2 separate regions of the Mus musculus genome follow, and region 1 is linked to region 2. Evidence: chromatin contacts called from public Hi-C data. All regions are on one chromosome and are shown on one strand. Each heading gives the region's core, a stretch centred on a gene start, on an enhancer-like site or on the middle of the called end of the contact. The rest is flanking DNA. Distances are from core to core; before and after follow the strand shown. Region 1 has its middle 27 kb from the start of Zscan2. Region 2 overlaps Crtc3 (CREB regulated transcription coactivator 3).

Region 1 (6,943 bases), core at 1,419-3,918, 190 kb after region 2:
AACATGACCACACCAGTGGGAGCCGGATTCTTCCCTGCCGTCATTTAGGCTAAAATAGAGCGCAGGTCAGAAGGTCAAAGAGAACTGAAACCAAGGGACCACCAATGAGGAGCAAGAGGATTGACTAAGAGGGTGAGCTACTCCATCACACTTCCGCATGACTCAGGGAAACCCCCGGGGCTCCCGATTTGTGGACTCTGCAGACACATCATTGAAGAGGTGGGCAAGCTGGCTCCATGCTTTACATGGATTGGATTCTCAACCAAACGTGGGTTGTCCCTGTGGTTGCCTCCAGGAGAAAGGCACAGCTGAGGACAGAGCCAGCTGCAGGCAGTGCAAGTACCCACCTCAGCTGGACTGGTTAACATCAGTTTTCAGCCAATCCAGAGCTTGGGCAGCTTGCGGTCCTCAGGTGATTCCTGGATGGAGTCTGTCAGCCAGGTGAAAATCTGCTGAGACAAATATAGACTCGGACAGAAGTTAAAATTGTCGAGCAATTGCAGAAGGTAAAGAATCCCCAGACCAAGGGGCAAATCCATTCTCAAGAACAGGCAAACCGGGCGTGGTGGCGCACGCCTTTAATCCCAGCACTCAGGAGGCAGAGGCAAGCGGATTTCTGAGTTCGAGGCCAGCCTGGTCTACAGAGTGAGTTCCAGGACAGCCAGAGCTAAACAGAGAAACCCTGTCTTGAAAAACCAAAAACCAAACCAAAACAAAACTAACTGCTGGGCGGTGGTGGCGCACACCTTTAATCCCAGCACTTGGGAGGTAGAGGCAGGCGGATTTCTGAGTTCGAAGCCAGCCTGGTCTACAGAGTGAGTTTCAGGACAGCCAGAGAAACCCTGTCTCAAAACAAAACAAATCTAACTAGTGAATAGACTAATGAACTAACACAGCAGCAAACTACCTGAAGGAGCTAGTTGCCTGTTGTTCTCTAGCTGTTAAGCTATAATTAGCTTAGCCATCAATATTATCAGAGACCTGAGAAGGATAAACTACTATCTAAATGGCCTATGTGTCAGTTAAAATGACAGAAACTAGTCCATATTTCATGACCTGGCCATTTGTCCCAAGTTCCTGTGGTCTCCATTGCATCAAGGACAATGGCAGTCTTTGGCCATCAGGCCCAGAAGATGAAGAGGCCTTTTCTGTGGATGAGGAACTTGGGAGAGACTGTCCTCATCTCATCTTAAGCAAAGTGTGGCAATCAGTTGTCTGGTTGTCCTCTGTCCACAGCTCAGGCCGGGCTCTGGCAGTGGGCGAGGCGCTGGGGCAGTTATGTCCAGTAGTTATGTCCTTTGTGGTTGTGCCCATATTTTCTTGGATACCTTGGAGGGTCACTGTTAGGATTTGGGAGTCTCTGTCTGTCGTGGTAAGTTTAAACATACTAAATGCCACATTCAGGAGATCTCTGACTGGTTTGAGGGCTAGTACCTACCTGTTTTTAGTTATCTGCTCTAAACTATACCTTGAAAATATAAAACAGAAGACTAAATAAAGCTTAATCTTGAAATTAACTGCATCAGTTCTTAGCATGGCTTCTTATATATTTCTGAACAGATTAAATTATTTGATCATTTACAAGGATACTGGTTATCTATCTCTGTTATGTTTGAGCCTTAAAAGTCAGTTTTGAATTGAAGCTCTTCTAATATCAAAATAAAACTTTTTAACCCCAAAAACATACTCCATAAAGAGACTACCACCCTTTCTGACCTTTATCTGGTATATCATTATAGAGCATAACAGTTTCCCGTGTGATTAGGTTTAAGCCGAAGGCAGTGTCAGCACAGGAAAGGGGTTAACAAGATGGGAAAATGGCAAGAACCTTGATTGGCTGAGGAAGCTGTTATTGGCACGTTGGGCTGACAGGAAGGGCTTGCTGGAGCCTTGCCAGGGCTCAAGCAAGCTGAAAGGAAGTGGTGGTGGGGGCGGAATTTCAAGAGCCAGTGATTCTTAACCTTTGTTAATGCTGTAAACTTCTAAAAAAAAAGGGGGGGGGGATTGCAACCCTATAGGAGGAACAACAATATCAACCAACCAGATCCCCCAGAGCTCCCAGGGACTAAGCCACCAACCAAGGAGTACACATGGCTCCAGCTGCATATGTAGCAGAGGATGGCCTTATCTGGCATCAATGGAAGGAGATGCCCTTGGTCCTGTGAAGGCTTGATGACCCAGTGTTGGGGAATGCCAGGGCGATGAGGAGGGGTTGGGTTGGTGGGTGGGGGAGCATTCTTATAAAAGCAGAGGGAAGGGGGCATGGGATAGGGGGTTTGTGGAGGGGAAACCAGGAAAGGGGATAACATTTGAAATGCAAATAAATAAAATATAGAATTTAAAAAATCCTTAATTTTTATTCCTGGTATCATTACCATAATTTATAGAGCAATATGTACGTTATAAATTATAAATTATAAACCAATATTTTATAAACAAGACATGCAGAACACAGTAAACGTTTAAGAGCAGTCAGAAATAAAGGTGTAGTGGCAAATGTTATTTATATATTTAAAGCAGACAAAAATCTTAATTTCAAGGGATGAGCGCCTTGCCACCTGTTGATCCAACTCTCGTGGGCACTGAGGTTTTGTAGCAGAGAAGCTGAGAGGCAGCTGGTGCTCCTTTAAGAGCAGCTTGCACCAATCACACAGCCCCTGGCTTGCTGTCGGCTTGATCCGGGAAGGAGGCGGGGCTTCTCCACCAGCGCCAGACTCCCTGCTGCAGGTGCAGGGCTCCAAGGGCAGCGCCAGTTCATCCGTTTCTGTTGTCTCAATGCAGCTGCTTCTTTCTAAATACAAAAACACTGTTTTATGAGTTATTAAATATTACTTTCTTATTTAAGTTAGCCTGATTGGTTATATAAGTTTTTTTTATAAGTTTTTTTTTTTAAGATTTATTTATTTATTATATGTAAGTACACTGTAGCTGTCTTCAGACGCACCAGAAGAGGGCATCAGATCTCATTACGGGTGGTTGTGAGCCACCATGTGGTTGCTGGGATTTGAACTCCAGACCTTCGGAAGAGCAGTCGGGTGCTCTTACCCACTGAGCCATCTCACCAGCCCCGCCTGATTGGCTATGATCAAGCACTGGACATTTAAAAATTTCCACCTAAGCTTGGCATAGCGGCATACATCTGTAATTCCGGTATTTGCAAGAGGATTAGGAGTTCATACGCATACTCAAGTACATAGGAGTTCAGGCTAACCTGGGCTAGTGAAACTTAGTTTGGGGGTGAGGGGAGACTAAGAGATAGCTCTGTGGGTAAAGTACTTGCTATACAAGCTTTGGGACCCGAGTTCACACCACTAGCTCTCAGAAAAGGCTCAGCAGGAAAAGTGGCATGGGCGTGGCTACGCATGGGCGTGGCGGTGCATACTTTTGATCCCAGCACACAGGAGGCTACCTGGTCGACATAGTTGAGTTCCAGGATAGCTAGGGATCTATAGAGAAAAAGCCTGTCTCAAAAAACAAACAAAGAAACAAACAAAGAAAAAAAAAAAACATACATCTTCAATCCCAGTACTGGAAAGAGAAGCAGAGAGCAGAGACAGGAGGGACCACCTGAATGAAACACCATGATCAAAAAGCAAGTTGGGAAGGAAAAAGTTTATTTAGCTTATACTTCAACATTACTGTTCATCACCAAAGGAAGTCAGGATAGGAAGGAACTTAAGCAGGCCTGGAACCTGGAGGCAGAAGCTGATGCAGAGGCGGGAGTTGGGGGGGGGGGGTGTTGGGGGGGCTGGAGGGTTGGGGGGGCGTAGGGTGTGTGTGTGTGGGGGGGTGCTGTTAACTGGCTTGTCCTAGCAATATCAGCCAGCTTTCTTATAAAACCCAGGACTACCAGCCCAGGGATAAAACCACCTACAATGGACAGGCTCTCCTGCTTCAATCGCTAATTAAGAAAACATCTTAGGGGGCTGGAGAGATGGCTCAGCCGTTAAGAGCACTGACTGCTCTTCCAGAGGTCCTGAGTTCTATTCCCAGCAACCACATGGTGGCTCACAACCATCTGTAATGGGATCCAATGTCCTCTTCTGCTGTGTCTGACAGCTACAGTGTACTCATATAAATAAAATAAATACATCTTTCCAAAAAAAAAAAAAAAAGAAGAAGAAGAAGAAAACATCTTGGTCTTTGAGAAGTATTTTCTCTATTGAGGTTTCTTCCTTTCAGATGACTCTAGCTTGTGCCAAGTTGACATAAAACTAGCCAAGGACACCATTTATGTTTATATACACAAACACATTTATATACATAAATTTAGGAATATTTTCTAGTTTAAATTCCTTTGAATAGACACATTAATTTTAAGTTAATTTTAAGAATTATTTATTAATTTTATTCATTGAGAGATTTCAGATAATTCATATAAAAGTGAACAAATTTAGAAACAATAATTTATTTTCATTTTTACTATTAATAAAAATAGAACAATTAGTTTAAATTCCTTTTAACTTGAGCCACTTCCGATGTGAATAACTTGGAAATTAATTAATTTCTCCTTTTTTAAAATTAGATATTTTCTTTTATTACATTTCAAATGTTATCCCCTTTCCTAGTTTCCCCTCTGAAAATTTCATATCCCCTCCCAATTTCTCCTTTTTTAAAATAAAAAAAAATATATTTATTTGTGTGTGTCTATGTGTGTGTGTGTATATATGCATATCTCTGTGTGTCTATATCTGTCAGCATGTATATCTGTGTGTGTCTGTGTATGCATGTGTAAGTCAAAGGCCATGTGTGTTCTAGGCACAGAACTTAAGTTAGTCAGGCTTGTTTGACAAGTGCACGTCACTTGCTGAGCCATCTGGCCAGGCCCAGTTCTCCTTCTAGGTAAAATTGAAAACAAAACATCTAATGTTTAGTGGAGGAAATGTGTCACATGAGGATTATCACAATAGTATAATAATGGAAACATTTCTTCCTAAATGCATCCCCTCCGGGCTGGAGAGCTGGCTCAATGGCTAAGATCACTCACTGCTCTTCTGCAGGACCTGAAGTCAGTTCCCAGCCCACATCAGGCAGCCCAGATGCCTGGAAGTCCAGTTCCAGGGGATCTGAAACTCTGCTTCTAGCCTCCAAAGGCTCAAGCATACATGTGGCTTACACACACACACACACACACACACACACACACACACCCTAAATGAAAGTAAATAAATTTATTTATAAAAAAAAGATGATAAGTGTCTGAGGAAGACAGGCAAATGTCACCCTCTGGTGTCACTCACCGTCTCCCACAGGAGCAAGCACAACCACACAAATTCATATATTACACATACAAACATACACAAAGGTGGTGGTGGGGAATCTCCGTTAGTGGGCTTGTCCCTCTAAGCCTGGGTGGTACGCAGGCTCTGGCACTCCAGACAGTGAAGGGATTTTCCTTGGGCTCAGAAGTCTAAGGCTGGTTTGAACAACTTAAGACCCTGAGGGTCAGGGAGTAAGAGAAAGGAGGGGGGACTTATTTACAGATAACAGAGTTAAGGACCCTCTATTTGGTGGGGGGAGGTAGATTTCTATGGTACTTCCCACTACCTCCTGCCAAGAACTGAAAACCAACTTCCTTTCCTGCCCTTGAACTCCACATCTCTTAAAAAGACTTCTCTGTTCTGGGAGCCCCATGATGAAGCGGTCGTGACCCTCATGCATTGCCTTCTTTTGAGACAACTGAGTCTCTATTTAATAATGACTCATGCTGAACTCACACAGCCCTTCCCCAGGGAAGTTTCTCATTTCTTCCAACAGAACGCTTTATTTTTATAAATACATAATAAGTTCATTTCTAAAACTATAAATACATGTAAGGAAAGGTTGGAGACATGTCTGTTTAGGAAAAAAAAACCCACAGCCCAAAACTCCCTATTACTGTTTTGCTGCATATCTTTTTGTAATGGAACAGCTGTTCTCAACCTGTGAGTTGCAATAACCCCTCTGGGGGAGGGGGAAGGTGTCAGATGACCCTTTCACAGGGGTTGCCTAAGACCATCAGAAAACATAGACATTTACATTGCCATTCATAACAGTAGCACAATTACAGTTATGAAGTAGCAACAAAAAATAATTTTATGGTTGGGGGTCACCACAACATGAAGAACCGTATTAACAGCATTAGGAAGGTTGAGAACCACTGTAATAGAAAAAGCTGTATAGCGGGGCCAGGCAGAATGGAGCAAGCCTGACTTGGGAAGTAGAGTCAGAAGGATCAGGAGGTTAAAGGTCACTTATTTTGCTGAACAGCACTTTGGAGGCCAGTCTGAGCCACCACCCCCATCTCAAAAAAGAACAACTAACAAACAAACAAACACTTGGGCCAATCAGAATCGGGAGCTCTTGGGGCTCAGGAGATGGCTTAGTTGGTAAAGAGCTTGCCCATCTCACCTACACCCCAGTAGAATCCATTGATGAGCTCCAGGCCAACAAAAGAACGTGTCTCACAAGTGATAGACTATGTCCTGAAGATGACACCTGAGGTTGTCCTTGATCCTCCACAAACTTGCTTATGCACCCACATCTGCATTTAAAAACAAAACAAGCCTGGCATGGTGGCGCCCGCCTTTAATCCCAGCCCTCGGGAGGCAAAGGCAGGCGGATTTCTGAGTTCGAGGCCAGCCTGGTCTACAAAGTGAGTTCCAGGACAGCCAGGGCTATACAGAGAAACCCTGTCTCGAAAAACCAAAACCAAACCAAACCAAAACAAAACATAAATCTCTTGTGGGTTTTTGTTTGTTTTGAGACAAGGTGTCTCTGCTTAGCCTATGCAGACTTGGAACTCCATAACTCAAAATCCTCCTGCCTCAGTTTTGAGTGCTGGGCTAGCAAGTGTGCACCTCTAAGGTGTCTTGGTTTTGTTTCGAGTTGTTTAAAGGGCAGGGTAGAGTAACTGGGGCATCATCTCTGCAGAGGGCTCTGAGGTGAGTTTCACATCTCTTGC
Region 2 (6,790 bases), core at 3,481-5,980:
TGGGTGGGAGGGAGCCAGACCCAGAGGCTGGGTCAGTATGAGACAAATGCCTAAGGACAGCCAAAGGATCCTCTAAGTGTAAGAAACAGGCCGATACTTTAGGCCAGCTTTCAGGAAGAGAACCAAAGCACCCACCACAGAAGATGGTAGTGGAGACAGCCATTGCTGGCCTGCTCCTGTTCCTAAGCCCTACTGCATTCTGACTCACACCAGATTCACTGCTGTGATTACACTTGGTGAGACACTTCACTGAGTTTCACAGAGATTTAGAATTTAGATTACAATGAGGAAAAAAAACCCTCTAATAGGTGAATAGATGAAACAAGAGTAGCAAACTGTAGAAGACAGTAATGTGGACGATCCCATCTCAGGTCTGTGGCACAGGCCTGGTGGCACAGGCCTGGGATGCCAGCTCCTCAAGAGGCTGAAGAGAGAGGATCAAAAGTTCAGGGCCTGCCTGGACTACAGAGTAAGTTCAAAGCCAGCCTGGGCAACTTAGTGAAACCTTGTCTCAAATTTAAAAGTACAAAATGGATGGAGATACAATTCAGTGGTAGACCGTTGGCCCAGAATGCACAAGGTCCTAAGTTCAATGCCAAGCAAAGGGGGAAAAAAACAAAAATTAAACCTTGGAAGATACTGAAACTAGTTATCAGTATATACAGTTGGCTACACAAAGAACACTTGCCTTGCCCTCACCAGTATGTATATTGTTATGCTTTGTTTCCTTTCTTCTTTATCTATTGCCACCTTATTTTACTATCGATAGATAACCTGTTTATTTGTCTATGGACACCACTGCAGTATGAGTGTGGAGGGCAGAGGACAACTTGTGGGAACAGGTTCTCTCCTGCCCCGTGGGCTCGTGGGATGGAACTCAGGTCGTCAGATCTGGCAGGAAGCCCCTTTACTCACTGAGCCACCTCCCTGGCCCAGTACTGACTCAAAATAAGGATATGCAGCTGATGGGCAGGGCAGTCGCCGAGCACGGTGGGTTTGATCCCATCACTGGGAAAACAATGAACAAAGAACAAACAAGTCTTTACTTTCACAAAGGAAGTAGTAAAGTCCAAGAAAACGTGTGTCGGGAAAGAATACAGTCTGGAACAGTCAGCTAATGTAGCACATGATCATTCTAAATACAGATATTGGGCTAAATAAAACCCTGTAACCCTCGCATCCTGTTTTGGTTTAAGAGCATCGGATACTGTCCTCGCCCGGCTGCTTGCTTGTGATTCGTGAGACACACAAGTCACTACAACTTGTGATGACTGTTTAGGGCAGCCAACCCACACGCAAAGCACCCTTACCATCAGCTATCTTGCCTCCTCCAGGGCCCATGGACATGAGGATATACTATATCCTCAGAGTGCGGTCCTCTGTTAAACAGCTTCTAGCCCAGCTGCAGTGTCCTCAAAGCAGTCCCTGTCTCCGGAGGGCATCTGCTCAGATGACAGGCTGCTAAAGATTTACAGTCAGTTGTCCCCACGAGGAACCAAGCTACCCAGAGAGAACAGGTCTGGAGAACCAGATTCTTTTGGGAATGTAAGTTTCTGTTTTAATTTTTTTTTCCCCTTCCTTCTTTCCTCCTTCCCTCTTTCCTGAATTCTCCATTTAACCAAAACTGGATCTGGTTGCTTACTTATAGCTGAGTTAAATTGGTTTGAAATCTTTGCCAAATAGGCAAACGTGTAGGACCTGGACGGAGTTGCCTCCTATCTGAAGCCCCGGCTTCTGCCTCCACGTGGAAGGGAGAACCGAGCCCAGTACAACTGGCTTCACTTGTCACACAGTCCAGCCCACAGACTTTAGGAGCTCCTGAGCCACCGTAAGGAAAGCTGACAAGTGACCCTTCACTGACTTCTCACAGGCTCACTAGCAGTGACCGTCCAGACCACAGAACAGTGGTGTATAAGGCCCCCAGTCTGGGTTGAAACATCTAGCACCCAGGGATTTTCATGAGGGAAAGCTGAGTGCTGACGCGGTGTCCTCCCTAACACAGCCCTCGGGGGGCAGACCATCTACTTTGCTTGCTACACTGAAAATGGGTACAGAGAAATGGCGGAGAGTGGAGCTGGTATATTTGTGGAACTTCAATGTCTTTGTTTATATAATGAGCTGTTTTCCTTTCTCTTCTTTGTGACAGTGGGGACACCAGGGTCTCAGTACAAGTTTTAGGCAAGGACTCTGCCCCTGAACTTTATTCCCTCATCCAGGATCTGAATGCTCTGAGGTGATTTTATTATTATTATTTCATCTGATGCTTCAAGTGAAAGTCACAATCAGCATGGAACGAAGAACATGATGTGTGCTAACCCTTGTAACGTATATAAAGTATGCTAACCCTTGTGACATATATAAAGTGTGCTATAACCCTTGTGACTTATATAAAGTGTGCTAACCTGTGTGACATATATAAAGTGTGCTAACCTGTGTGACATATATAAAGTGCGCTAATCCGTGCAACCATTTCACCATTTGTTCCAACACTGGAATGAAATGAGGAAGCTAGAACCCTGTCCCCCACTTTGACTTTCTGTGTTTCTTACTTCTGCTTACTTGGGGGAATATTTGAGGTTTTATAGTTTCTGGGAATCATTTGTAATAGTGATGGGGTGACAAGCTGACGCACTGACTGTCACTGGTTTGTGTCATAGCTGGGCTGTGGAGAGAGCCAGGGTGAGTGTCAGCTTAATGAGGATGCTAACCTTGGCTTGCTCTTCTTTCTGGGGCTATAAGCCAACCTTAAAGCCCATTCGCTGAAGCTGAAGCTGAAGCAGAGGACCAGGTGCAGCAGATGGCATGCACACCTCCTCCCTGACCCAGGGATGCAGAAATGCTTCCCGGAGGATGCTGGTCCCAGTAGGCAGAGTCAAATAAAGGCAAAGTTCTCTCAGACTAAAAGCAAGGGTTTGTTTCTTAGCTGCTGAACAGACAAGTCAGGGGCACTTAGGGTCAAGAGTAACTGGGAAAATCCTGGTCCACAGCTGGGAAGACAGCTCAGGCGGTAAAGTGCAGGCCTGGCATGTACAAAGCTTGGTTCCATCTCAGCACCCCGTAACAGGGCATGGTGGTCACACAGCTGTACTCCCAGCACACAGAGGTAGGAGGTGGACCCCAAAACAGTTCAAGGTCATCCTCAATTGCACAGCAAACTGAAGGCAGTCTGAGCTACACGAGACACTGTTTCAAAAAGAAAATAAGTATTTATTCACACTCTCAACAAATGAAAAATATAAAGATTGAGAGTGTGAGACACCGCTGATCCCATTTCCCCTTCTTGCTTCCTGATAGACAGCCAGGGTAATGGCTGCATGAGCCCTTCAATGAACGACTGTGTAAGCACAGCAAGTGGGAGCGGACCTTACTTCTACTCTTCTCTTTTAGCACGGATAGTAACATGGTATACATTACAGCTGGCTATAATGTATATGGACTGATGCAGCTGTGTGTGCATGTGAGGAGGCACCTCTGGTCCATTACCGCTCTTTTCTGAAAGACTTTCTCACTGCTCTGGAACTTGCTAAGCAGACTGGCCAGTGACTCCAGCTCTTCAGGGCCCAGATTACAAGCACAGCACACCTGGCTTTTATGAGTGTTCCGGGGATTGAACCCACGTCTTCCTGGGTTTACTGAATTACTCCAACCCACTTTTTATTTTTTAATTTTTTTTTCAATACTAGGGATTAAACTCAGGGTCCTGCTACTGAGCTGAGTCCATGTCCTCAGCAATTGCTTTTTAATGTTACTTTTTTAAAAATAGGTATTTACTTTTATGTGAAGGTAGGACAGGGTAGTGTGGAGGGCAGCACACATGCCACAGCCCACGTGTAGTGGTCAGAGCACTTTCAGGACTCAGGTCTCTCCTTCCACCATGCGTGTTCTGCTGACTGAACTCAATCATCAGGCATGGCAGCAATCCTTTAACAGCTGGGCTACCTTGTTGGTCTTGCTCTTTAAACATTCTCACTCTTTCACTAAATCCCTGGGCTGATTCCACCTTCAGTTTTGTTTACAGCTGCTCCTCCTCCTGTCTTCTTTTTTCTTCAGTAATCCTTCTGCTCCAGCCTCTGGAGAGCTGGGACTGCGACACTGTTTCTTTGCTATCTTTCACTTGTCCATATCCTCAGTGGGGTAGTTTCCCCCACAGACCACGGTTTCTCTAAGCCCTTGACAGGGCCAGGATCTCACCCCCCACCCCCCCACACACACACTTCTTCCTCTTTCTCCTCTATTGGCTCTTCCCATGAGCACATGAGCCCAGCCAAGGAAGGCTCTCACGCGTGAAGCTGGGGGAGGGGCAGGACAGAAGGATTCACCATTCTCCCTCCAAGCAGTCTGAGCAGCCACACCTCCTCAGTACCCTGCTCAGCTCTCAACTCCCAGCCCTGTCCACTCCACTGAAACTCCCAGGGCACCACAGCCTTTCCTTGTCACTAAATACAAATGGACTTTTCAGTACCTAAGTCACTGATATCTCAAGTATCTGAAACTGGGATTATGTGTAATATTTTAGAACCTGTTCCATGATTCCATGATTCCTGTCTCTGCAGACTTCTGAACACAAGAGCCATCCTTCAAATGCTAACTTCTCCAGGAAGTGGTCAGTCACACACTCTACCAACAGCCCAGATCTCTCCAGAGCTGCCGACTGCAGTCAACGCCCCAAGGGCTGGGTGCCTGGCACTTCAGTGGAGGTCACTGTGCGCCACCCTCTCACCTGGCACTAACTTGTCACTTTGCACTTCCTCAGGCACTGGCCCCATGGGGCTGCCTAAGCCCAGTGTTTGGGGCCCCCCTTGAGCACTTTCCCTTTCCCCTCTCCCCCTGGGCCATACGCGATGCTGGTTATGGTGTCCCCGATGACCCCGTGTCTCCCACACCCTTCCTCCTTAACTCCATCCACTTTCCCCTCCGTATCTGAAAAAGCCTTGGGATTTGCTGTTTTATTTTTGATTGTTTTGAGTCAAAGTCCCACTTGTGTAGCCCAGGCTGGTCTGAAACTTACCGGATCCACATGGTGTGACACCATGGTGAGCTATAACAGACTTTTGGTCTTTATTCTTGTCACCTCTACATTGCTTCCACACTGCAGTCAGAAGAAGCCCCTGAAACATGAGTCTAATGGCACTGCTTAGCAGTGCAAACGTTATTAACAACACTGCTTTTAAAAATACTTTTGTCTTGGTTACTTTTCTCTTGCTGTGATAAGACACCAAGACCAAGGCAACTTAAGAAGACAGCGTTTACTGGTGGTTCAGTTTCAGAGGGCTCGGTTCCACGCCCATCTTGGCCAGGAGCACGGCAGCAGGCAGACAGGCCTGGTGCTAGATCAGTAACTAAGAGTATATTTAGAGCCACAGTAGGAGGCAGAGAGTTAAGTGTAAATTGTCTGGGCTCTTGGAACCTCCAAGTCTGCCCCTATTGGCAAATGTCCTTAAACAAAACCATGCCATCTAATCCTTCTCTCCAACTGCTCCAATAACTGGGGACCCAGGATTCAAATACATCAGCCTATGGGGGCCATTCTCATTCAAACCTCTAAAACCCCAAATGAGCCTAAAATAAAAATAAGATAAACTTAAAAACCATCGTGGAAATAAACATTCAATAGCCTGGGGGTGGGAGCTAGGGACTGAAAAGCCACATGAAAATAAATCAATATGTATAAGTGTAATATAAACCTATAGTAATTAGTCAAACAGTGTGGCACTGGTACAGGGGTAGACACATCAACGAAGAGGAAGCCAGGGGTGGCCCATGCCTGCAACTCAAGCACTGCACCACTGTGCGACAGTCCCACACCCCACATGTTTTTAAATTTGCATGAAAAAAAATCCCATCATAAAAATCTAATAAATAGCAAACTGTGAAAATACTTGCAACTCAAATCACAGAAAACTGGCCACATTTTCTAAAACATAACAACTCAACCACCAAAATTAAGGGTAAAAGATGTGTCGTGCAGCTAAAGATAGTACAAAACCACAGGCGGGGGTTGGGGGGGAGGTGCATTTATAAAAGAAAAGCGAATGAAAACTACACAGAAGATCTGGAGAGATGGCTCAGAGGGCAAAGCACAAGAGATCAGATCCCCAGCGCCTACGTGCAATGCTGGCATGATGTAGGCATCTGCAGCCCCAACTCTCAGGAAATCACACAGGGGGATCCCTGACATCTGCTGGCTAGCCAGCCTAGCACTCTAGAGAGAAAGAGCCTGCCTCAAAACACACACACACACACACACACACACACACACACACACACACACACACACACACAGGCAAATGAACAAAACCAGAGGGGCTGGCAAGGTGGCTCAGTGGGCTAGGGGGCCTGGTATACGCAGCTGCAAATAACCAAAGACCCTGCCTCAAACACGGTAAGGACTGATCTCCAAGGCTGTCTCCGACCTCACCCTGTTATACAGTACACACTGGTGTACCTGTACTCACATACTTGAACACATATGCACGTACACAATACACACACATACAAGTGCATGTTTCAAAAAAAAAAAGATTTTTAAAAAACACAAGGTTGATGGCTCCTGAGAAACCACACCTACGGGTGACCTTAGGCTTCCATGCAACTGTGCACCTGCACACACTTAGCATCGCTACACACAAGCATCTCTCTCTCTCTCTCTCTCTCTCTCTCTCTCTCTCTCTCTCTCTCTCTCTCATGGACACACATCCTACATACAGGCATTTTACAAGCTTAAGAAAGATTAGCAAAGATCACAAATTTTGGCGAAACCTTGGGCCTGATTTGGGTAGCCAGGCTCTCT

What was found. Hi-C and Micro-C count contacts between places; a contact is called where the count stands out from the background.
Region 1: a contact with region 2 is called in a Hi-C map of nephron progenitors, with 3 times the contacts expected there. The contact joins two enhancer-like sites. A contact is called at or near these places in 3 of 39 promoter capture datasets (the C10 cell line and hippocampal neurons), 5 of 484 Hi-C or Micro-C datasets (CD4 T cells, the G1E-ER4 cell line, the HPC-7 cell line and 1 more), 4 of 115 datasets of contacts at active chromatin or transcription factors (CD8 T cells, Th17 cells, bone marrow-derived macrophages and 1 more) and 3 of 9 other capture datasets (adipose tissue, liver and pancreatic islet).

What each region holds. Positions count from the first base shown.
Region 1 is chr7:80,830,508-80,837,450 of GRCm38.p6, forward strand. No RefSeq gene overlaps it. Among named protein-coding and RNA genes, the nearest start is that of Zscan2, 27 kb to the right of the region's middle. Within about 2 kb of position 2,669, at least 161 of the 459 cell types and tissues checked have an H3K27ac peak or open chromatin away from gene starts, as enhancers often do. A contact at or near this core is called in CD8 T cells, the HPC-7 cell line, bone marrow-derived macrophages and 1 more, where this site is marked.
Region 2 is chr7:80,637,416-80,644,205 of GRCm38.p6, forward strand. The region is part of intron 2 of Crtc3 (CREB regulated transcription coactivator 3); the gene reads right to left. It overlaps Gm15880 (predicted gene 15880), which reads left to right. Exons shown (of 5, transcript NR_040343.1): 3 at 1,335-1,545; 4 at 2,147-2,233; 5 at 4,554-6,790. Among named protein-coding and RNA genes, the nearest start is that of Gm15880, 4.8 kb to the left of the region's middle. Within about 2 kb of position 4,731, at least 132 of the 459 cell types and tissues checked have an H3K27ac peak or open chromatin away from gene starts, as enhancers often do. A contact at or near this core is called in CD8 T cells, the HPC-7 cell line, bone marrow-derived macrophages and 1 more, where this site is marked.